Regions from separate parts of the Zea mays genome. Here region 1 is linked to region 2. Evidence: chromatin contacts called from public Hi-C data. All regions are on one chromosome and are shown on one strand. Each heading gives the region's core, a stretch centred on a gene start, on an enhancer-like site or on the middle of the called end of the contact. The rest is flanking DNA. Distances are from core to core; before and after follow the strand shown.

Evidence for each region. Hi-C and Micro-C count contacts between places; a contact is called where the count stands out from the background.
Region 1: a contact with region 2 is called in a Hi-C map of leaf, with 4 times the contacts expected there. The contact joins the promoter of LOC100383342 here to the promoter of LOC103647950 in region 2. A contact is called at or near these places in 2 of 25 Hi-C or Micro-C datasets (ear and leaf).

Annotation. Positions count from the first base shown.
Region 1 is chr2:224,782,227-224,786,036 of Zm-B73-REFERENCE-NAM-5.0, reverse strand. It overlaps LOC100383342 (D-alanine--D-alanine ligase family), which reads right to left and starts at 1,823. Exons shown (of 24, transcript XM_008672460.3): 1 at 1,305-1,823; 2 at 590-661; 3 at 1-19. The coding sequence starts at 1,619.
Region 2 is chr2:224,456,409-224,460,075 of Zm-B73-REFERENCE-NAM-5.0, reverse strand. LOC103647950 (WEB family protein At3g02930, chloroplastic) reads right to left here and starts at 1,979. Exons shown (of 8, transcript XR_004856495.1): 1 at 1,781-1,979; 2 at 888-1,271; 3 at 1-154. It also overlaps the pseudogene LOC100283271.

The DNA of each region.
Region 1 (3,810 bases), core at 574-3,073, 330 kb before region 2:
AAGGTGTGTTGGAATATAGCTGTGGGGCAAAACATGTGGAACAGTTATATTACTCTGACTGAATACGAGTTTGTAAAATAGCAACTAGCAACCGAAGTACATGTCTCAAACAACTTTATAAAAGATAAAAGGCTTTGTCATTTAGGTACTAGCTTCAGCAAAACAGAACATGCAATTGTTAACCAAATTCAACCAAGGGAACCTTTATCTTATTACAGTATATTGAAGTTGCTCGAATAAATGTAACTATCCCCAGTGAAGGTGCAGAAATCCATATAAGCTGAGCACCTTGGAATCGCAAAAGAAAAAGTTTGAGCTGACCACAGGGTTTTCTAAAACTAACAAAAATTGAGAAAATTCTGTTGCTAAGCTGAGCAGAGCTTGGTTCCTCGATCAGGGGGTCTCTATAAATAACACTAACAGACAAGCAACTAGGGAGAGTTGCTATAAAAAAATAGTGTGTGACCAACTCAATTAAAAAATGACACAGACAGCACAACCACCACTCACCAGAGTATATTCTGGTTATAGCATTATTATTATTATTATTATTATTAACAGCCAAGAGAATCCGAGCACGTGACGTCACCTGCGCAGGAGATATCGCGAAGGCCTTCATAGCACAGTCAATGTAGTAGCAGCAGACGACCAAATCCTCTCCCTGCATTGGACCATGAAAGGGAATACGAACGCGAGTGACGAGGCAGCACACAGGCGCGAATGGTTTCGGTGCACACTACACAGTACAGTCGGCATCAAGTTCGAAGCACTACTAGTTCCTAGCAGAAATGATGAGTGAGCTCTGTAGCTCTCTCTAAAACTCAAATGTATGCATTTCTGTTATGCAAATTAATAGAACGGGAAATTTGGATATGTATTACAACTTTTGATATATATCATTGATATCTCATTTATATGTGGGATCCACATGAGTGAATGATATGTGAAGCCAATGTTATATATCTAAAATTGTAATATTTTAATGGTATAGATCTAATTATTCTTAATAGAAATGGGGTTCTACTCTGTTAAAAAAAGAGTGGTCTGGTCATCGCAGTAGTCAGTGACCCCTTGGCCCCTGGGCGGGCGGCGCTGACCCGAATCATCAAAGCAATAAGCAACGGCACTAGTCTCACAGAAAGTGTAGCTCAAAAGTCAAAGCGGCAGCAGCTCGAATCCAACTCCCAGTAACGCGTCGCTATGTCTTCTCAAACCCGCGCGTCTCCGCGCCACGAACGGCAACGGTATCAGTATTTGAACTCAACAAGCGAGGCGAAACAGACGCGTGAGTGCGGACCGCATACCTGGATGTGATCCAGCACCGAGCGCGCGGAGTTGAGGGAGACGCCCCTCTCGCCGGAGGGCCCGCCGCAGACGAGGCCGACGCGGAGCGGCCTCCCCTGCTCCCCCGCCTCCACCCCAGCCTCCCGCTGCTCGCGATCGGACTCGGACACCGCCGCGCGGAGCGGAGCGGGGCCTCGCGCCGCGGACGTGAACCCTAGTGGCGGGGACGAGACGAGCGCGCGGAGCGGCGCGGCGAGGGCGCGGAGGTGGCGAAGGGTCGGGGAAGAGAGCCGGGCCCGGGGCAGGGGCAGGGTTTGGGGACGCGAGAGCAGCATGGTGGGGGAGCAGGGCAGGCAGGCAGGCTAGGCAGCGATCGTGCTGATGCGGCCGTGCACCGTGGAGGAGTAGCTGGTGCTGGGAGCCGACGCGGGAGTGGGAAAGCGGGAGAGCGATGTGAAGTGCGGAAGGCGTGGCAACGCCCAGGCCCATATCCCTTTTTGTAGCGGAGGAAGCGGCCGGCGCCGGCTCGTCGTCTTCCCCTGGCTGGCGATGGTGCAATGCCAAAGAGGCATTTCATGATCAACGTTATTTGTGTCATCCCGTCCAGTCTCATATTGTTGTTAATAATAATAATTTGGACGGCCGTCTCATATTTTAGTTCCGGGGCGGCAATTGCCTGTAGTACGTCGGCTTATTATGATTACGATGCCCCCTATGTTTATTGCTTGAACTTTACATCTATGGTGCATGCTAAAGTTTGTCACTATACTTTTAACTAAACTTTAGCATAACAAATTCAAAGATGAGTGTTAAAAGCTAACAATAGATGTCTGGCTTGGGTTTCTATCATATACCTCATCCGCCACTCTCAGGAAAAAGGATTCCAAAACAGCCCTTGTTACGGTTGTTGGTAGTACTCTTTCGGGTGATCAGTTGGTGGCGCAATTGCAACGTGTTGTTTCAAGTAAGTGGAATTGGGAACCTGTTGTTCATGAGCAGAACTCTTTCATTGTCACGTTTCCATCTAAGAATGAGCTACAGAGGGTCATTGCCTTTGGGGGTGCGGATGTCCGGGATAAAAATGTGCCCATGGGGACAAGGATGCAATTTCAGGAATGGCATGAGGAGGAGGAAGGTTTTCTGTTACCTAAGGTTTGGATTCGGGTCACCGGAATCAGGAAGAAATTGAGAGAATTTTTGAATCTCTGGGCCATTAGGTCTATGCTTGGGTCTACACAAACGGTTGATATGGAAACTACTCGCAAGAACAATTTTGGCCGGGTGTTGGTTGCTGTGTTGGATCCCAAGTTGTTGCCGACAAAGTTGGATGCTGTTATCGGCGACCACTACTTTGAATTAAGATTCGAGGTCGAATCAGTGGGTTTTGATGAAAACGGTGATGAAGTAAACCAGAATTTTGGGGATGGAAATGATGGCGACAATGAGAACATGGATGAAGATGATCCCAATGATAGCAGTAGCTTGGACAGAGAGGGGAAGCGCTCTAAGAAGGACCTCTCTCGCTGCCAAAATGGAAGTGACACTTCTATGGGAATGGGTGGGGCTGCCCCTGGTGGCACCTCTGCAGCCCCTGTTTTGGCACTTGAGCATGGAGTAGATACGGAGGAAAAGATCAGGAAAATGGCAAATGAAATTATGGATATAGTCGTGGATATGTCGCTTGACTTTTGTGTTGACAAAGTTCTCGCGGAGGAAGATGGCGAATACTTGGAAGGAGCAGCTGATGGCATTTCTATTGACATGGTGGCTGAATCTCCTACTGATTGTCCCATGAAGGTTGTGAATGGTGGCTCACTAGATGGTGTGTTGGTGGACAAATTGCCTGCTGCGTTTTCTGTGGTTGGAGGGGTATCTGATGATGGTGTGTGCGGTGGTGGATCTCCTTCTGAGGCCATGTTGATGGCTGATACTGAGGCCACAATGGTGGCTGCTGATCTGGTGCAGGAATCGCATCCTGGTCGGCCGCGGGAATGCCTTGCGGTTTATGCGCGCCGTGGGGCTGTCTCTGCGCCGCCTTGCTCCAGGAGGGGGCTGCAGCAGCCTGGACTTGGCGCCCTCTCATCAGATATGCTGGTGGCCGCTGCGGGGATCAAGGAGGTGGTGTCGCAGCCCACACGTTCAAGCCCAAGGCTTGCGGGCGGGGCTGATCACCACATTTTGGAGAAGGCCAAGCTGAGGGCTGCATGGAGGAATCTTGACGGTCCAGGTAAATCCATATCCTCTGGCCCTTTCTCTTTTCCTAATGATGTTATCTCTACTATGGTTAGCAATATAGGGGTATCTCTAGGCTCTAATCAAAAACAAGTTTCAGATTCAGTTTCTCTTTTAAATAGACTTGAGCTCCACAATTCTGAACCCCAATTAGATAGTAGCACGTTTTTTTCTGGCTCAGAGTTTGAACATTCTGATAATGATGAGGTGGACAAGTATGAATCTTACAATCTCACTCTTGGACACTTATGTGGTGACTTTGTGGAGGAGGTTATGGATGAGGACAGTGATCAC
Region 2 (3,667 bases), core at 730-3,229:
TATAGCGACAGGAGAGCTAACAGGAGAGTGCCCTGCTGAGCAAGAACAGTATTTTGAACGAGGAGAATCATTTTCCATGGCAGAATGATCTTTCGGGGTTCTTATTGCATATTCTCTAGAGAACGGATTCCCTTCTGGAGACCACATGTCGGGACTGAAAGTTAAGATATACTGTTAAAATCATTTTTCAAATGACATGCTGAAAAAATGAGCTACAACACATGGGCTCTGTTTGTTTCAGCTTCTATCTACCAGAAGTTGTTGCGGACTGCCAAACACCTAGCTTTTCAATCCACTTCTTTGAGAATCACTTTAGTCAAAACCGTCCAAAATTAATGTGAACACAGAATCGTCCGAGTCGTTGCGACGTCACTTTCTACGTCATAAACCCTATGAATTCTTTTTATCTTCTTCTGCACGTAATCTCACGATATTTAGATTCTCTCCACAACCAGATTCTCCCCACGGCACAGGCAGATTCTCAGAAAAGCTACTCAGAAAAAAAGCTAAACCAAACAAACCCATAAAGCCTTAAAACCCCTAAAAAAAGAGTGGCCACGGAAACAATAGTGGTAAAGAGGAACTAAACAAGGGTGGATCTAAACTGAACTACTTGTATCATCTCCATTGCATCATGGTGTCATCTATCTAACGAAAAAACATAAAACATCTATTTTCTATAGACATTGGTTTCACATACCATATCACGGTGTATTTGCTATTTTATATCTTATTTGTAGACGCGTTTCTAGATTCTAGTAACATGAACCAAATGGCAAACAGGTAACACGTTGGCCAATAGCCAATACTATCATTTCAGTCAATGGTAAACAACTTGTATCATAAGTAGTGTGGACAGTAATTTATCAGGTAATATGACCACTTACGCGACATCTTTGGCATGGTGGGGTGCATCAGATTCATCGTACAAAGAGCACGGAACATCACCCGAGAAGCTAAAGCATCGTTCCTCCACACAGCTGCTTCTGGCCGGGGATGAGAAGGACATGGACCTCCTGAGTTGTTTGGGGTTAGCCGGTTCCTCCTTATTCCGCTTCTGACGACGGCTTCTGGATCTCGACAATCTCGCGGTGGAGATGTCCTTTCCCTCATCTGTCTTTCTATGTCCAGTCCTGCTATCATTGACCGGTTGCCCGGCTCCCTCACCAGCGTTTGCAGCAGGGGACCCGAAGAAAAAGAACCTTCTCATGTTTCACAAGTGTCGAGGATTCACAGGTTCCTGGGTTTGAGATTCCGCCACAAACTAGTCCCTGCATGGGTTGCATATTGAAGCCAGTCAGGAGTCAGCAGAATGAAGCATGAGACACATTAGGTAGTAATTTGCATTTAGCTGAATAGCAGATCCTTTGTTCACGAATCTATCACGGAAGTAAACAAAAATATTAACAGCTTGTGTCCTTGGTGGCAAGGAACTGAACTCCCAACCTAAAAATCAGTCGAACAGGCTACACGCAAGGCCACCAGAGCACCCGAAAAAGGCAACAGCACTCCAATCCTCGATCCCAGGGGCACCGAATCGGCCCGAAACCCAAGACCCTGAATCAATAACCAACGGAAATCCGCACTCTCCCTGTCGACCCCGGAGGCGCCGCCGACCCACGGACGCCCTTCCGGTCCTGCACGCCGCAGCGCGTCGATCGCCCGAAACCTGACGCGGAATCCGAAACCTCTCCGCAGCAACTCGTACCGAAACTAAACCCCGGAGATAACTGGATTGCCGGATCGAGTGGAAGAGGAGGAGGAAGGGTGGAGCGCAAACCTGCGAGAATCTCAGGCGAGTCGATCGGAGTGGAGTGGAGCCGGCGGTGTGGGGGGGATATGGGGTAGCAACGGTCGGGAGGACAGATGAGCATTTGATTAGCGCGCACTAATTGCGATTAACAGCTACTAGCTGCCCTGGCCCTCTGCTGGCTCTGCTGGTTTGCTTTGGTAAGAAAGGAAAGGAAGCGGAGCGGTCCATTTTGAAATGGGAGCGGCGAAAGCGGGGTTGGTGGGCCCGTGGGGAGCGGGGTTCAGGTGGGCTTCGTATTCTGGAATGGGCCGGCCCGTTTAAATTTGAATGGGCCGCCGTCGTCATTTAATTTGTTTTTTTTTGGGCCTCATAGTTTTTCTGAGTCGGAATCTCAACGCCAGAACTGGATGGGTTGCACAAATGCATGATGGGACCACTGACTGAATAGGAAGGAGGAAGGTTTCTTCTTTCTTTTTTGCCATGTAAATAAAGAGTTGCAACCGGCGAAGGTAGAAGGGTGGGAATGTGGGATTGAGTAGAAATTGAACTCGCGCGCTGACATGCATTTGGCCAAGCTGATGGGGAGCCGGGCATGCATGAAAGCAGTTCTGTCTGGTTCTGGCTGTTAAAAAACAATGGTCTGATCTGATCTGACCTGACCACCGGGAAACGGACAGGCAGGCAGGTCCGCCAGAACACAGAAAGTCAAAAGCCATGACATGATAATGCTGACTGTTTGCCAAGCTTGCCGTCCTCCGATCCATGCTGCGGCCGGGCGTACTGATATATTACTATTAGTATAGTAAGGAGTATGGCAATAGTAATTAATACTATAATAATGCATGAGGGCATGAGAGTATGGCAGCTGGGCACACACATCGAGCTGGAATCTGAAATTCAAAAGCCGTCTACTACTAGCTAGCCCTGGCTTCTGACTGCAGGGAGGAGGAGATGGGCCCAGCCGCCAGCGCAAGGCATTGACCTGCTAGTACTATGCAGGAGGATAGGATAGGATAGGGATGTTCCGCGCAAGGCATTTTATTAGTGGTTTGGCTGCTGCTGAATTGCCTGGTACGGTGGGTGGGTTCCTCTGTTTTTCAACGCGCCAAAGCTGTTCACTTGTCGTCTGTGTCTGTCCTCGTGCACAGCGATCCGTCGTCAACTCGTCATGCATGTGCTCCTCGCAGCAGGTTTGGTGGACTTGTGCTCCAGGGGCAGCAGGAGCACGAGCAGGACCAGGTCAGGGCAGCGAATATGACTTGTGTTTATTAATTGTTATATCTAGCGTCGTCGGCGACACCGGTAAAACCCCCGCCCAGCTCACCTCTTCCCGGCCGGCGTTGAAGTGAAGTGAACTGGTGTTGTGATGCCTGCTGCCTGTCGTCTCGCTGCACCTACGTTGCCCAGAGACGTACGGTCGGGTCGGGTCGTTACCACAGTAGTTGGCTCTGGCAGTCAACCTCACCGCATGCCTTTGTCTTGCTGCAGAAAAGACGCGCCGAGCATGCATGCAGTCGTTGACCCGAGGCTCCAGCTCCAGCCCCAGCTCCACTATAGTCTCCCCAACGCGGTTTCCCTTCCACGTACCTCTAGCTAGCTAGCCAGTAGCCACGCTCCTATATCAACTCCCACCTCTCAGCCTAACAACCAAGGTCCATCCAACCAACCACAAGATCGAAACACTAACAACAACATGGACGCCATCTCCTGCCTAGCGCCTCTGCTGGCGACCTCCATCGCAGACGCGGCCATCGCCCGGGCGCTCCACTTCTCCTCCTCCTCCTCCTCCTCCTCCTCCGTCGCCGCCACCACCACCACCATCATATCACCAGACTCCTCCTCCGCCTCCTCCCACCACAACGACCTCCCCCCGGTGCCGGTGCCGGTGCCACCGCACGCCGCCTCCTTCCACCC